Linked DNA regions of Anas platyrhynchos: region 1 is linked to region 2. The links are chromatin contacts, called in public Hi-C maps. All regions are on one chromosome and are shown on one strand. Each heading gives the region's core, a stretch centred on a gene start, on an enhancer-like site or on the middle of the called end of the contact. The rest is flanking DNA. Distances are from core to core; before and after follow the strand shown. Region 1 holds the start of GCNT2 (glucosaminyl (N-acetyl) transferase 2 (I blood group)). Region 2 has its middle 330 kb from the start of SLC35B3.

Region 1 (6,861 bases), core at 1,662-4,161, 580 kb before region 2:
ATCTCAGGTTATTATAAAGCCAGCAGCCTTTGTGCTCCCCTCTGTGCTCCACAGACCATTGAGTTCAGTGTGTTCCCATTGGGACTAGCTGCCCTCAGCCAACTGCAAGACCATTTCTTTCCCTGCACCATGGTCTTAGAGGAGAGCTCCACCCATCTGGAATGAGGAAAATGTGGAAGGAGGAAAACTGGGAGCAGGTGCCAGTTTTCCTGCAGGAGCATGATTTCCTTGGGGAAGTCTCAGTTTGGGGCAGAGAACACAGGTAACATTTCCAAAGTATTAAATGCTGAGATCCTCCAAAGCATTTGAATAACTTTGAAACTGCTCAGATGCTTCTAAAACTCTATTTTAGGCACTGTGTAACTTGCTAGACAGCTAGGAAGACTTAAAAACTTTATATACATATAAATGAATATATGTCCAAGGAGACTGTTTACTCTTAGCTGTCGAAGTTTGCATTACTTGTATGATCCATAGCAAACATAAGCTACATTCAGAAAATGAGAGAGAGAGACCTGCTCATCATAGGACTGGAATGCGAATGCAAGCCTTAACTTTTTTTTTTTTTCTTTTTTTTTTTCCTTGCACAGACACTGCTGCAACACCCTTTCAGCAAACCAGACTAGCCACAATCCTTTGGTACTACTAGCCTCTGGGAAAAGGAAGGCTGCATGCTTGGTGGTACTTCTTAATCCTGGTGCATTGATGCTTCAGCACAGTTATTATTTAAAATTCTGAAAACATGCATGCAAATAATTACTGTAGAAATCCAAGCTGTCAAAAAATTTTTGATCGTTTGGTGGGTTGGTTTTGTTTTTGTTTTTAACTAGTTCTAACTTGTGGTGATTTCTATGAAATAACGCCCATGCCTTGGATTATAGGCAGAAATCACATACACATACACACGCACAGAGCAAGGAAGCAAACAGAGTGTAAAGCCACATGGAAAGTCTCTGTCTGAGGTCTTGGTGCAAAGTTCATACACAAGGAACAGCCAAATCTAGATGTAAATCTGAATTATATTATGGCAAAAATCAGTGAAGGAGCAGCTGGGTGCCAGGAGACCTCATGATACCTACGGCTTCTCTTGATGTGGGTTGTACTGGACCTTGGCATGCATTTTGGGTACAAAACCAGTTCCTGGGCAAAATAGAAGATCAAATTTAACATGTTCTTCAACAGGGGCTGTGTAATAGAGGTCTGTGCTTGTAGAACTAAATCTGTTGCTGAATGAGACTTGCAGTGCAGCTCCTTTTTATTGCTCCCTGGGCCTTCATTGTGGCAATTCTCATTTTTGCTTTAGAGGAAGTTTTGGTACAGCTCACACAGTAGAAACACGCTCCCCAGTAAGATTAGCAATTGAAATGTCTTCCCTGGGGATGAACGGGAACAGACCTTCCCAGTCAGGAAGGATATTTTCTTAGGCATATAGTTAGCACTCACTAAACTGCTCCTGGCCTTCATCAATATAGGTAATTGGTTTCAACTAATTTACTAGCAAATTAAAAAGCAAAATTCATGGGCTTTGCACGTTGTGGATTTAAGCTGCGATTTGGCCTTGGTCAGTAGTGACAGACATCATGTATTTCACATCTATTAGGAATTACTTAGACCTTTATATTCTGTTGTTGGGACAGATCTGTCAGTATCATGGCATTCCTTTTCATGACCCTCATACGCAAAGCTGGCAGTTTGAATCGGCATTGTCAGAATCACAGCAAGGCCTCAGCAAGCAAGCAATTTCTCCTCAGTGTGGTTTTTCTGTTTCAGAAATGCAGGTAGTCACAGATTTCTGCTTTGTGCCCATATAAAGGAGCCCCCATCCCTCTGTCCTTGAACCAAGATGAAACTGTCTCAGTCTCACGCTGCTCTTGGATGCTGCATGGCCTCCACAAAACTCTTTCCTTGGAACAGTCCTACCTGGCAGTGATCTTCTCTATCACATGCATAACGTGTCCCACCTGAGCTAGAAAGCATGTATGCACAGTGTAACATGAGAAAGGAGAAAGCAGAGTTGAGCACAGGAGCAGTTAAAGTTTATTCCTCTCTATTTTTCTCGCAGTCCCTGGCATTGCTGCACTTGCTAGCTGGAAATAAACTGGCTGTCCAAAGAGACAAAAACACAAACCTACCTGAAAAAGGAGCTCCCAGGCAGGCACACAGGCTGACACCGGACCGTCACATCGCAGCAGCGCTCGCAGCAAGTGGGAGGAGAGATAAAGTGACACATCAAGGAAAACGCTCGCTCAGCTCACATGGTTCAGTAGAACCATCAAGTAATCTAATCATGCACCATCAGTGAGCACATCTGCCTGCACAAACAGCAAAGGCCGGACAGTACACCATCTCCTCTGATTTTGTCTTGCTGTGCTCACAGAGCTTCTCACATTTTGGTAACTTCACTTTTTGTCTGATTTCATGGAAGACTTTTCAATACAAAGAAGGCAGGAATATGTAAAGCTCTCTAGTCTCCAGCAGAGCACATTTTGCAACTCAAACATACTACTGCTCCAAAGCAGAGCACTCCACTGCTCACTCTTCCAATGAATTTCCAGCAGGGACACTTACCTGTGTGAAAATAACTCACCAGCTGCTGTGTGAGGGGATGGTGACCTAATGATTGTAGTTGTGGTGTTTTGTCCATCACGGAATAGCTCGTCCTTAAGCACACAACACTGGGGTGTAGGTTTCCGAGCATGTACGCAGGGTGTTACAAGTGAGACCACGCAAACCACGGCACACAACTTCCCTTTCCAGTGTCACTGTTTTATAGCATTCAAGTTCCGACTTGTCGAGACTTGTCGACTTGTCGTCTGGTTGAGACTTGGCGACTTGTCGACTTGTTCTGAGGCTGTGCAGTCTGTTGTTGGGGGTCATTATTCTTCCTCTGGTGTTCATGCGTTGTGCTTGTGTTCAGGTAGGGGAAGTGAAGCAGCAAAACAGGATGTAACAAGGATGTTTACCCAACCCCCCTTCCCCATTTGTCCCCATGTCACAATGCCGTGAGTTGTGAAACCTTATCTCCTCAGTAGATTCTTTAAATTCTCAAGGACAATGAACAAACCCCTACTAATTTATCACACAGGGTAAAGAGAAAGACAGAAGGGGAACCAACCAAGTTCTTGGGTCAATGTTGGCAGAACGGTTGCACCACTGATAAAACTTTGCAGTTTGGCTCATGCCCACAACCTTGGCAGTTGGACAGGTTGGCCAAAGGACAAAAAGGAAGATGATGGAGGATTGAAGTAGCGACACCCGTGGGGCCAGTGCAGCCCCAACTCCAACAGTGCGCATCCACATTTGTAGGTATGCTTATACAACACCTACGAGGAGCCTGGCATCCCTTTTGACACGTTTGCCCCACCTGTCAGAACAGGTGCTGGGCTGGAGGGGATAAAATCGTGACTCTCCTGAAGGAGAAGCAGACACACTACAGAGGCCAATGTTGCCTCAATGGGGTCGTCTGTTTGAGCAGTGTGCCTGCATTATTTTATAGGTGATCCCCGGGAGGATTATTAATATAGCTTAATTAATTTTTGGCTAGCTTTAGGATATTTAGCGCTAATGCAACAAGTATATTTATCACTGGCAATTCCAGATCTGTTATACCTGTCACCTCAATAAAATCATCCAGTTTTGACTTTGTAAAACTGTTTCAGTGAAAGTCCTTGGAGGGGCTCTGTCAAGCAAACGTCAAATCCATAGGCTTTATGTAATACTAATTTCTCCTCCTGTGCAGAGAAAGCAAGCCATAATTGAACATTCTAATAGAGGACAGGCTAGCTGCGATGGAGAACTTTATTTTTTTATTTTTTTTTTTAAATATGACTGGATTTTATAGGTGATACTGATATAACATCATATATAGTGTAATATCAAGGCATAGAGAGAGCACTGTTTTCTTAATGCAGCTTAATATACGTATTAATTGGCATGCAGAACTGCATGTATTCATGCAGGTATTATCTGCGCTGGAGGAATGTCCAAAGGTAGCTCTCAATGGATTTTGCAAACACTTAGGCACTTGCTAACTTTATGAACATGAGCCTCAGGAAGTGCAGTGAGTGTCAAGCCTGACCACCATCAGCAGAGCTTTCAGATTTTGTCTTCTCCTGATAATTGTCAGTTAAGGATACTCTTAGTCACAGGTCTAGGTTAATGGGGGGAAAGTAATTCCCCAATATGTGATGTCAAACCTCATCTGTCTGCAGAAATTGGGAAACTGCCCCCTGCTGCAGGTGCCTCAGCAGCTACAGGAGTAACATAACTCCATCTGGTTGTGAGCGACCTGCTCTGCCAAGTGCAGCTACCCACAGCCTTGCTGGCTGCCGCAGGTGTCTGGCTGCTCTTTATTCTGCGATTTGTTTAAACGTGATTTGTTGCTGAGTATGAAATGAGCAGTAGGTGTCTGGAAAACATCCATGAGTAATGACCTAAAAAAAAAAAAAAAAAAAGAAGAAGAAGAAGAGAGAAAGAGAGAAAGAGAGAAAGAGAGAGAAAGAGAGAGAAGAGAGAGAAAGAGAGAAAGAGAGAAAGAGAGAAAGAGAGAAAGAGAGAAAGAGAGAAAGAGAGAAAGAGAGAAAGAGAGAAAGAGAAAGAGAGAAAGAGAGAAAGAGAAAGAAGAAAGAAAGAAAGAAAGAAAGAAAGAAAGAAAGAAAGAAAGAAGAAAAAGAAAGAAAGAAAGAAAGAAAGAAAGAAGAGAAAGAAAAGAAAATAAAAGAGAAAAAAGAAAATAAAAGAGAAAGTAAAGAGGGAAGGGAAGGGAAGGAAGGGAAGGGAAGGGAAGGGAAGGGAAGGGAAGGGAAGGGAAGGGAAGGGAAGGGAAGGGAAGGGAAGGGAAGGGAAGGGAAATTCAAAATTTCTAGAAAGTCTATGAATATGTTAAAAAAATAAATGAAGTGAAGCCTGATGCAAATATGTAAGGGAGCAGCTGATTCTTCATGTTCTCTGTGGACAGGAAAAGAACTGATCAGCTTAGATAGCATCAGGAGAGTTGAAGATCAGACTTTAGGGAAGCTTTGTAGTGATAAACAGGTAAATGTGGACTAGATGGTCTGGAAAGACTGGAATTCTCCCCCTTGATGGTGTTGAAGAGCCGGTTAGGCATAGCTTTGTCAGCTACTTTGCAGACCATACTGGTCCAGCCCTGGTGATTTTCTAGGTCTTTTCCTGCTCAGTTTCTCTGATTGTCTATATTACAGTATCATCTAGCTTGGCTGTAGCTGGGTTAGCGATCCTACTACACCTAGGAACTGTATGAAAACATTAGCCAAAGGACTTTGTCATCATTTAGGAATATGTTTGTCATCCTTGCTAATTACCATTAAATAGCAGTTTTGGTAAGCTTGCGATAGTCCTGGAGCACTCTGGAAGGAAAAAGCATTTATATGATACTTTTGTGTTTCACCCTAAATGCAAAGAAAGATCATTTCTCAGTAGCTGTTCACTTATTGACATGTTTCACCTCACAATTTTTCATGTCATAACACAAATCAGTTTAATGTCTGCTCCACCTCTTTGCATAGCTTTCTTTCAGTGAATTATCAGGAGCCTCTTTCAGAGGTCCATGGTAGGCATCTGTTGTCCTTAGAGAGCCTTTCTGACTGGGACAGACCTTTTACTAAGTTGAGGTAGAACCAAACCAGGACTTGTCTTTAAAAAGTTCCTGAATGAGCCCTTATTCTCTGTATCTCTCTGTTTCAGAAGTGGCAAATTTGCTGTAGCTAAAGTATGTGGTGTTTTTGTTGTTGTTATTGTTGTTGTTGTTTTGGAGGTATTCCTTGGGTTTCTCTATAGTTCGGATTCTCCCATTTTGTTTCTTCTCTGTGCAAGAAACATCCACGGCTGCTCTAGCCCCTCTAGCTACCCTATTGAGTAGCGATGAGCCACTAGTAAATGTATCTGCAGCTGTCAAACTGTGGAGGAAGTTGGCCAATGGTAGCTTCTGTTTATTTTCCCAGCTAGGGAGGCTAGTGCTCATGGTTTGGTCCCCTGTCCTGCTGCTAACACAATCATTTTGATGGCCATCTGATAGGAAGGGCAAGGCTGCAATCACCAGTTCCCATGAGGTCCAGGGCAGACTCTGATGGTATTACTGAAGCCGGGACAATCTAGGCTGACTGGATTGTGTCACTGGGAGGTTATAAAAGGGATAGAAAACTACTGGAAACCTCCACTCTTGCACAACATCACATTCCTAACTACTGCATCCAGCTTCCTCTTGTCTGGTCCCTTCCTACTAAAATACCTCTCCCAGACCAGGATTTTCTTACTGGATTTCCCACTTAAACATACCTGGCAGCTGGTACCCGATATGCTTTTTTTTTTTTTTTTTTTTCCTGTAATTTCTTGGATATTCCTTTTTCAGCATGCCTGGATCCTGTCTTAAAATTTAATTCCACTCTGCAGTCTCAAAATTCTCCAAGTGTCTTTGCTTCTTTTGTCCACTTTGGCTCAGTTTCTCTTGCTGACTACTTCCAGTTTCTAGCCTGTTGCTCACATTGTGAATGCTCCTTGGCCTGAACCTCTAGCCCATACTTGGGTTAGTTTTTTGCTCTAATCCTTTTTATTTGCAAAGAAAGTGCAGAAAGGGCTGGGCGTTATGACCCAGGACAGCCAACTGCTGCTTTTCTTACTCTCCAGTCCTTTTCCACATCCATGCATATGCCTTGGGAGAGTTGCACATGCCCTGTCCCAGGCTGCAGGTACCAGCGGATACTGAGGTTTCTGCGTGTCAGGTCTTGCTCGGGACATTGCACACAGCATCTCAGATGGTGGCTTCTGCTGTTCTCATGATGACTAAACAGTGAGGGTGTTGGAGTTGCTGCCAGTGGTTAGCCTGAGCAGGACAAGGAGGCACAT
Region 2 (7,138 bases), core at 2,256-4,755:
TTCCAGGAACATTTGCATCTGAGTGTGAGGGAGAGCAGCTAACCTTGTTAACTAGCACAGCTTTAGCTTTTCCTACTGCAAACCGGTACAGATTTTGTGTGAGCTGTGCTTCTCCAGCATCAATAATAGCAGTCAACAGGTGCCAAAATACCACCACCCCAGGCCTCCCCACCCGTTCCCTGTGCTCCCCAGCAAGCACCCACATGCCCGCTTGCACACGTACCCCTGCACGCAACTCTTGGAAGAGCCCATGAGCCAGTTCCAGAGGTAACAGAGCAAGGGTAAACCTCTCAGGAACTGTAGTTAGCCAATTGCCATATGCCCTGACAAAGCTACCAACAGCAGCAGTGAGCCCAGGGAGTGCTTTTATCATTAGCCCCTCACCCAGCAGTGGAGGAAACTCATTTAGCCCCATGCTGGACTTTCATTAGGAGAGACTTGCATCAGATGGTTGCAGTGTTCTGGCACCAGTGTTGCTTGGTCCGTTGCTGGAGACATGGCCATATCTCACCCCAGCAGGGATCCCCAGATTGGAGCGCTCTTCATCGACAGATGCCAAGACAGCAGCAGCAGCAACAAAGGCAGCTCGGCTTGATACTATCTGTCTTTTATGCTGGCATGTTGCAGCCATGAAACTTTTCCAAAGTGGCTTTTTAAAAACCACCTATTCCTGTTAAATGTAAGATAGAAAGGTAGACAGCATGTGTGGATAGCGAGAAATAAAGCAAAATAAAATATTCCTGAAATTATCACTTGAAACTAAAGCAAGCAGCAAAAAAGCTGCCACTGACGATCCTTATTTCTAACCTTGGAACCGTAATAAAAAATCAATGAAGCAAGAGAAGTAAACATTCTAATAACAAAGATGCAAAACCATTACTTTCCCCTCTTAATATCCTAAGTACTTATTTTAAAAGCATACAAATGTAGAAGGCTAGATATCACAAACAAGACATTTTCCTTTTTCCAGAAATAACCCATCATTTTGGAATGACTGTATTGCTCACAGAAGAGGATTTTTGAGAAATGGTGGACTGAAGAATAGTTTTTTTGACACTGAGCTGTGATTCTGTCAAATGTGACTGAAAATGATCAAGTAGAATTAGTAGAGCAGTAATTCTACTGTTATCCTGTCATCTTCTCAAAATGGGTATTTGGTATTTAAATCCCTTACACCTTTTGTAACAGGCTGCATTGTACAGGTCTGCACTGCCCAGTTACTTTATAAACTGATATGGGCTAACAAAGAAACCCCTTAAATAAATCTTTTGATTTTATCAGTGTGTATCAGTGTGAATTTCTGTGTTTAATAAAAAATAAATACTCAAAAAGTAAGAAGTTAGCTTTTAAAAACATATTTCCTTCCCTTACTTTTCCTATATCAGCATAGTAGAAGGTTGTCCCACAGTGTTCAGTAGGTTTGCCTTACAACAGTCTTTGGGGAAGTCAAAATAGCAGTAATTCCCTTTTATAGACATGGAGGAAAACAGCAAGTGAGAGCTGAAATTGTATCTCTCTGAGTTAAAACTACAGCCCTTACTTAGGTCCCTTGGTTACACACGGATGTGGATGTATTGTGCAAAAAAGTTGGTTACTGTGGGGCACAGGAGGCAGTCAAGAAGCTGAGATGTGATCTACGTGGAGAAGGATCTAGCTTGTGTTAGCTAAACTCAGTGTCTAACTGTTCCCCTACTTCAGGTGGGGATCCACAGCTCAGCACACTCTACTGAAGCTACAACTATTCGCCTTCCCCATCCAACTCCCAGCCACATTGTAGCACAGTTCATGTGAGTGAGCAGGACTAAATCTGTGGTTATCTGCATCCAAGGCAGGTGCTCTAACACTGGCATCCACCTTGCCTTTAGGCCTGGGTGCCATTTTGTGGCTGCCACCAGAGCTCTGCACATCTCACTGATATATGGAGCCCTTCCTTTGCTGTGCAGTACAGTGTTGTATGGCCGAAGTGCTGAGAATAAGCTTAATGGAATAATGGGGGATGGTTTTTCTTTGTTTTAATGTGCAAGCTGCTTCTTTACCAATTATTTTCAAAAAGGGAGAGATTCACCATTCCATTGAACGAGTTTTATGCCAGCATAGCAAAACTATGCCTGGCACGTAAACTCAGCTTATGTGAAAATACAGCACAAGAGCAGCTCTGTTGAGAATGCAGTGACCTAAACTGACCAGTGACTGTAGCTGGGCAGAGTCAGGTCCCGCTGATCAGAGACAACTCTACCACATAAAACTAAAGCTGAGGTGAAAAAAGGACAGAAAGCTAAACATTATGCAGAGATGTACGATATTTTTAATTAACTGTTTTTGTTTGTTTGTTTGTTTGTTCTTTTGTTTTGGTAGCTTTTCTGTACAGCAGAAGTCCATTAGGCCAGGGCCGGCAGTGCATAGGCAGCAGTGTATACCAGGGCTGCCTTTTGCAGGCCTTCCTGCAAGGCCTCTCCACTGGCCACTTTTCAGAGTACATCTCCCTCAAGAAGCAACCAGCATCTCTGCTCATCCTTTTTTTTTTTTCTTAATTTTTATTTTTATTTTATTTTTATTTACGTTTTTAACCAAAGGGCACTCGTGAGTGATGTGGGCAACCAGGGGAAGGAGAACACACTGTTCGGCCCCCCACCCCCGCAGCCACATCACGGGCTTTTGTTCGTTCTGGCTGACGGCCCCCTGTACCCAAGCGGGATACAAGTGCGAAATGAATGACAAGCACGGGAGAAAAATAATAATAATAATAATAATAATTTATCAACGCCGAAAACGCGGCGGTTAACGGCCAATGGTGCCTGCCGCCGGGCCCCACCGCCTCCGCCGGCGGCCCCGTGCAGGTGGGCGGTGTTGAGGCGCCACCTACAGGCCTGCAGGCAGCGAGCCTGTGGGGGCGGGTTTGTGAGGGGGATGTGTGCTAATACATACACGGGCACACATCTATAGACAGATATACAGAAGGTTAAATAAAACCACGCTTATTTCCTCAGAAAAGCCTCAGCTATCCCAAGCCACTGGCTAATGGCACGGCAATACCACGCTGCTGTGGCCTCCTCTTGGCATGTCTTCGCCTGGAGCGGGTTAGAGGCCCAGAGCAGATGCTGGAGTGTGAAATGGCAAAGGTTGGATTATTTTACACCAGCGATGTTGCAGCGTTACAGGCTGGGCAGTGGAGAGGACTGGGGAAGGATTCCTAGTTTTAATTGCTTCCATTTGTCCTCTGCCTTGATTGAGAATGAAATAGATTTAAGCGAATGTGTCCTGACCACAGGAAGGAACAATGTTAAACATTTTAATTATACAGGGAGTAAAACAAAGTAAAAGGAGAACAATGAAGACAAAATATAAAGAAAAGAAAGCTAATTAATGGAACATTAACATAAGAATTTAATGTAACCAGGCTGAATCTGGTTTGTAGAAAGAAAAGAAGGAAAAGAGTTCTATTGTCCTTAAAAGAAGTGAGCGCAACCCTGAACTCAGTGTTTTGTGTACAGCATAACTACCATGGCCTTGAAGTGGGTTGCTTCCACTGAAAAGACAGTTTATGATTTGGATTCAACATCTTTAGGAAGCTGTGAAAGAACTTATTTAGGCTTGAAAGTCGAAATGCCAAGCACACAGCAATTTAACCTAATGATTACAGCTCCATAAGCAAAATGTATCTGTGGATATCTTCAAAATGATTTTTTAAGTAAAAACAATTGCTGTGTACCTGAGTGTGAAATACGATGTTTTGTCATGGGCCAACCAGTTGCCAAACACAGTTTTCCACATATACTGCCCTGTACCTCAAATGTAATCACTTTGCTCAGTGCAAGGGGTCCAATTGCCCCCAGGAGGAATTCTTTTGGGTGAATTCTTCCTTATTCAAAGTATAACACCTCTTTGGTTTCCCCACACTAGCAAGAGGAAATATAATGTATGAGTGAAAGAGATAGAGGTCATGTTCTTTGATTGGCTGGCCCAAATGTTGTCTCAGCTTGTGTGATGGTGTTACAATGAAGTTTTCATTACATTCCCTGAACTTTAGCCAAGACTCTGGACATGTTGATGATGCTTAAGTAAATACAAAGCAATCAATACATTTTCAGGGGAAAGCATTCACACATTGTGAGTTATATATTTTAAACAGGAACTTGTAGGTCTTAGCAGGCTGTCTGGTTTAGTTAAACTTCCATAAATCAAACCAAAATGCAGAGAGTATCTGCCTCAGAAACTTATCAGAATTCCACAGCTAGGTATGCCAGTGTCTGACAGATTTGGCCAAAATTTGCAAAATAGATCAAGAAAAATAGATCACTCAGTATTTAGGACTTAATCTAAGTCATGGTCATCCTAGTGTTTTTTGTTTGTTTGTTTGTTTTATTTTGTTGTGTTTTGCCATTGCCTATCACAGGAGACAAAGCTTTCTTGAGGAGAGGCAGAAAACAAGAATCACCCTTAGAATAAGAGCAAATAGCAAATATAGAGTTTGATAATTAATTGTTAATGTAGTGTCTTGAAATCATATTTGTTTGTTTGTTTGTTTGCTATTTTTTAAAACATCTAACTAGCTAGCCACATTAAGTAGGTATACAAACAAGTCAATAGAGGAAATAATATATTATAGCATGATTGTTTTTTAATCACCTTAATATGTATTTATGCTATGTATGTACATAGTAAAGGCACTACAGATTTGAAAAAGCACTGCTAGTAAACAATTAGATGGTAAATCATAGGTGTATCTGTTTAAAGTTATATTGTACTTTTCCATACTTCATTGTGATGTTCAGACCTAAATGTTTAATACAGAATAGTAAGACCCATTATTAATGCCACTTCAGGAATAAATGTTAGGGTGTTTCTGCAATGGATGGTCCAAAACCAGAATGATGACCCTGAATCATACCTGTCTTTTTGTTACATACCTGAATTAGGTCAGGGTCAAACTACTCCCAAATCTACAAATCTTGCAGCCTAAAAGCTGACTAACACCACATTTTTAAAAAATTTAAGTCCAGAAACATACATAGTTCTGAATCTTTCAGTGTTATCTTTCTAATGCAGTGTGTCTGGAATATGGGAGGAATCTAAGTAGTGGAGACTGATTTCATTAACTTTTTTGTGTCTTCCATCTTGCAGTTTATTTCACCATAAATACCCACATTGTATTGCATTTTATGTAAAACTCAATAAACTTAATTAAAATGAGCCATTGATCAGGCAAACTAGAGGTAATACAGATGGCCAGATTTTTGTGTTTCTACTGGAAATTCTAGTCCACTAATATTAACGTGCTTTCACAGAAGGCCTGCTGCTCCCTAACTTTCAACTCTATCAAAAGGACATTCCAGAAATAAGACTAATTTACATAGCCCATATCTTTTGCTTTCCTTCATCTGAATGAACAAGAGACTGTATACAAAACTATTTGCGATTATGGCCATGTCAGGAACATTTCTTTGACTCAGTATTAAGAGGATATGAGTGTGAAAACAGCTTTCAAATGAGCAGAGCTTGGAAACACGTTCTTCAGAGGTCTTCTAGCTTCATCTTCCACTCTCCCATTATCCATAAGCTCTCCCCATAAGCCACCCAGTGGAAGGTTGCACCCTTCTCTTCCAATCACACTTGAGAAGACTACAGAAGGACAGATGACTTTCTGATGGCAGCAGATGAAAAACCTCAGTTCTCGGAGGATCTGGGTCTACTGGATGTTAGCAAATAGCTAACATAAGACAAGCTGTTTTGGCATACCACTGCTATGGTCTGATGACAGCAGAGACCAATTGGACATAACATTTTAATATTTTCTCTTATCTATTAGAGGAAAAATGTATGTGTACTAAATATTGTTATTCCTGGTAGAGAAGATCATATGAAAAAAATCACACTATGAAACAACGACTAAAAGACAGAATAGATCAATGTGGCAAGCATATAAAGACGGTATTCACTGGAGTCCGAACAAGAGCACATCTGAAATTGAAGCGTATTCATAGAATCATAGAATCATTAAGGTTGGAAAAGACCTCCAAGATCATCTGGTCCAACCATCACCTTACTACCAACGTCACCCACTAAACCATGTCTCTAAACACCAGGTCCAACCTTTCCTTGAACACCCCCAGGGATGGTGATGCCACCACTTCCCTGGGCAACCTTTTCCAATGCCTGACCACTCTTTCTGAGAAGAAATGTCTTGTACTTGTTTTAATTGTTGAAGAGCAGTGCTTACACTGAGTTAAGGACTTTTCATCTTCTCACACTGACCTGCCATTCAGGGAGCTGGCGGTTCAGGAGGAGGTGGGAGAGGACAGAAGCAGGACAGGTGACCCCAACTGACCAAAGGTGTACTCCATACCATGCGATGTGCTGTGTCCTGGTTTTGGCTAGGATAGGGTTAATTTTCCTCCTAGAAGCTGGTAGAGTGCTGTGCTTTGAATTTAGGATGAGAATAATGTTGATAATACACTGGTGTTTGACTGGTTGCAGATCCGTGCTTACACTAAGTCAAGGACTTTTCAGCTTCTCTCTCTGTCCTGCCAGTAGGCAGGCAGGGGGTGCAACAGGAGCTGGGAGGGGACAGAAGCAGGACAGCTGACCCCGACTGCCCAAAGGGGTATTCCATATCATATGGCGTCATGCTGGACAATTAATGTGGAGTGGCTGGCTGGAGGACGGCAGGGGTACCGACTGCATGGGGATAGGCTGAGGATTGATCAGTGAGTGGTGAGTAATTGCATTGGGCCAAGCCCCAGCACGTTGCAGTGATTTGTGTCTCTCTGGAATTGCCAGGGTGATGACACTCCTTTTTCAAGCATTTTGCCATTTTTTTAGGATTTTGCACCTGTTCAGGGGTGAATTTCCAAAGCACTGGAGGTGTCCACTGCTCTAGATGCTTGCCCATATCCTCCTATACTGCCTGCCACTCATAACTATGCTGCCTCAGAACAGATCTCTGAATGGCATTCCTAAGTAGTTGGTTAACCTTGGACAATTCCTGAAGCACACTCAGGAGACATTATAATAAGAACATGCTGGTCTGGATATCCCAAGGATATTCGAAGACCTGAAGAGCTATTTTAACTAGCCTGGTGGAGAAGAGGGGAGTGAAGGAGAAAGGGAGAGTGAACAAGGGGGAAAAATCATCTCTGCC

What was found. A called contact is a pair of places that touch in the nucleus more often than the background predicts.
Region 1: a Hi-C map of liver shows a contact between it and region 2, with 4 times the contacts expected there. The contact joins the promoter of GCNT2 here to the enhancer-like site in region 2. A contact is called at or near these places in 2 of 8 Hi-C or Micro-C datasets (liver and subcutaneous adipose tissue).

Annotation. Positions count from the first base shown.
Region 1 is chr2:91,464,850-91,471,710 of IASCAAS_PekinDuck_T2T, reverse strand. GCNT2 (glucosaminyl (N-acetyl) transferase 2 (I blood group)) reads right to left here and starts at 2,911. Exons shown (of 4, transcript XM_072033098.1): 1 at 2,133-2,911. The region is part of intron 2 of LOC119716143 (a long non-coding RNA gene); the gene reads left to right. It overlaps LOC140001526 (a long non-coding RNA gene), which reads left to right. Exons shown (of 2, transcript XR_011806770.1): 1 at 1-262; 2 at 591-2,459.
Region 2 is chr2:90,889,223-90,896,360 of IASCAAS_PekinDuck_T2T, reverse strand. No RefSeq gene overlaps it. Among named protein-coding and RNA genes, the nearest start is that of SLC35B3, 330 kb to the right of the region's middle. Within about 2 kb of position 3,505, at least 1 of the 8 cell types and tissues checked has an H3K27ac peak or open chromatin away from gene starts, as enhancers often do.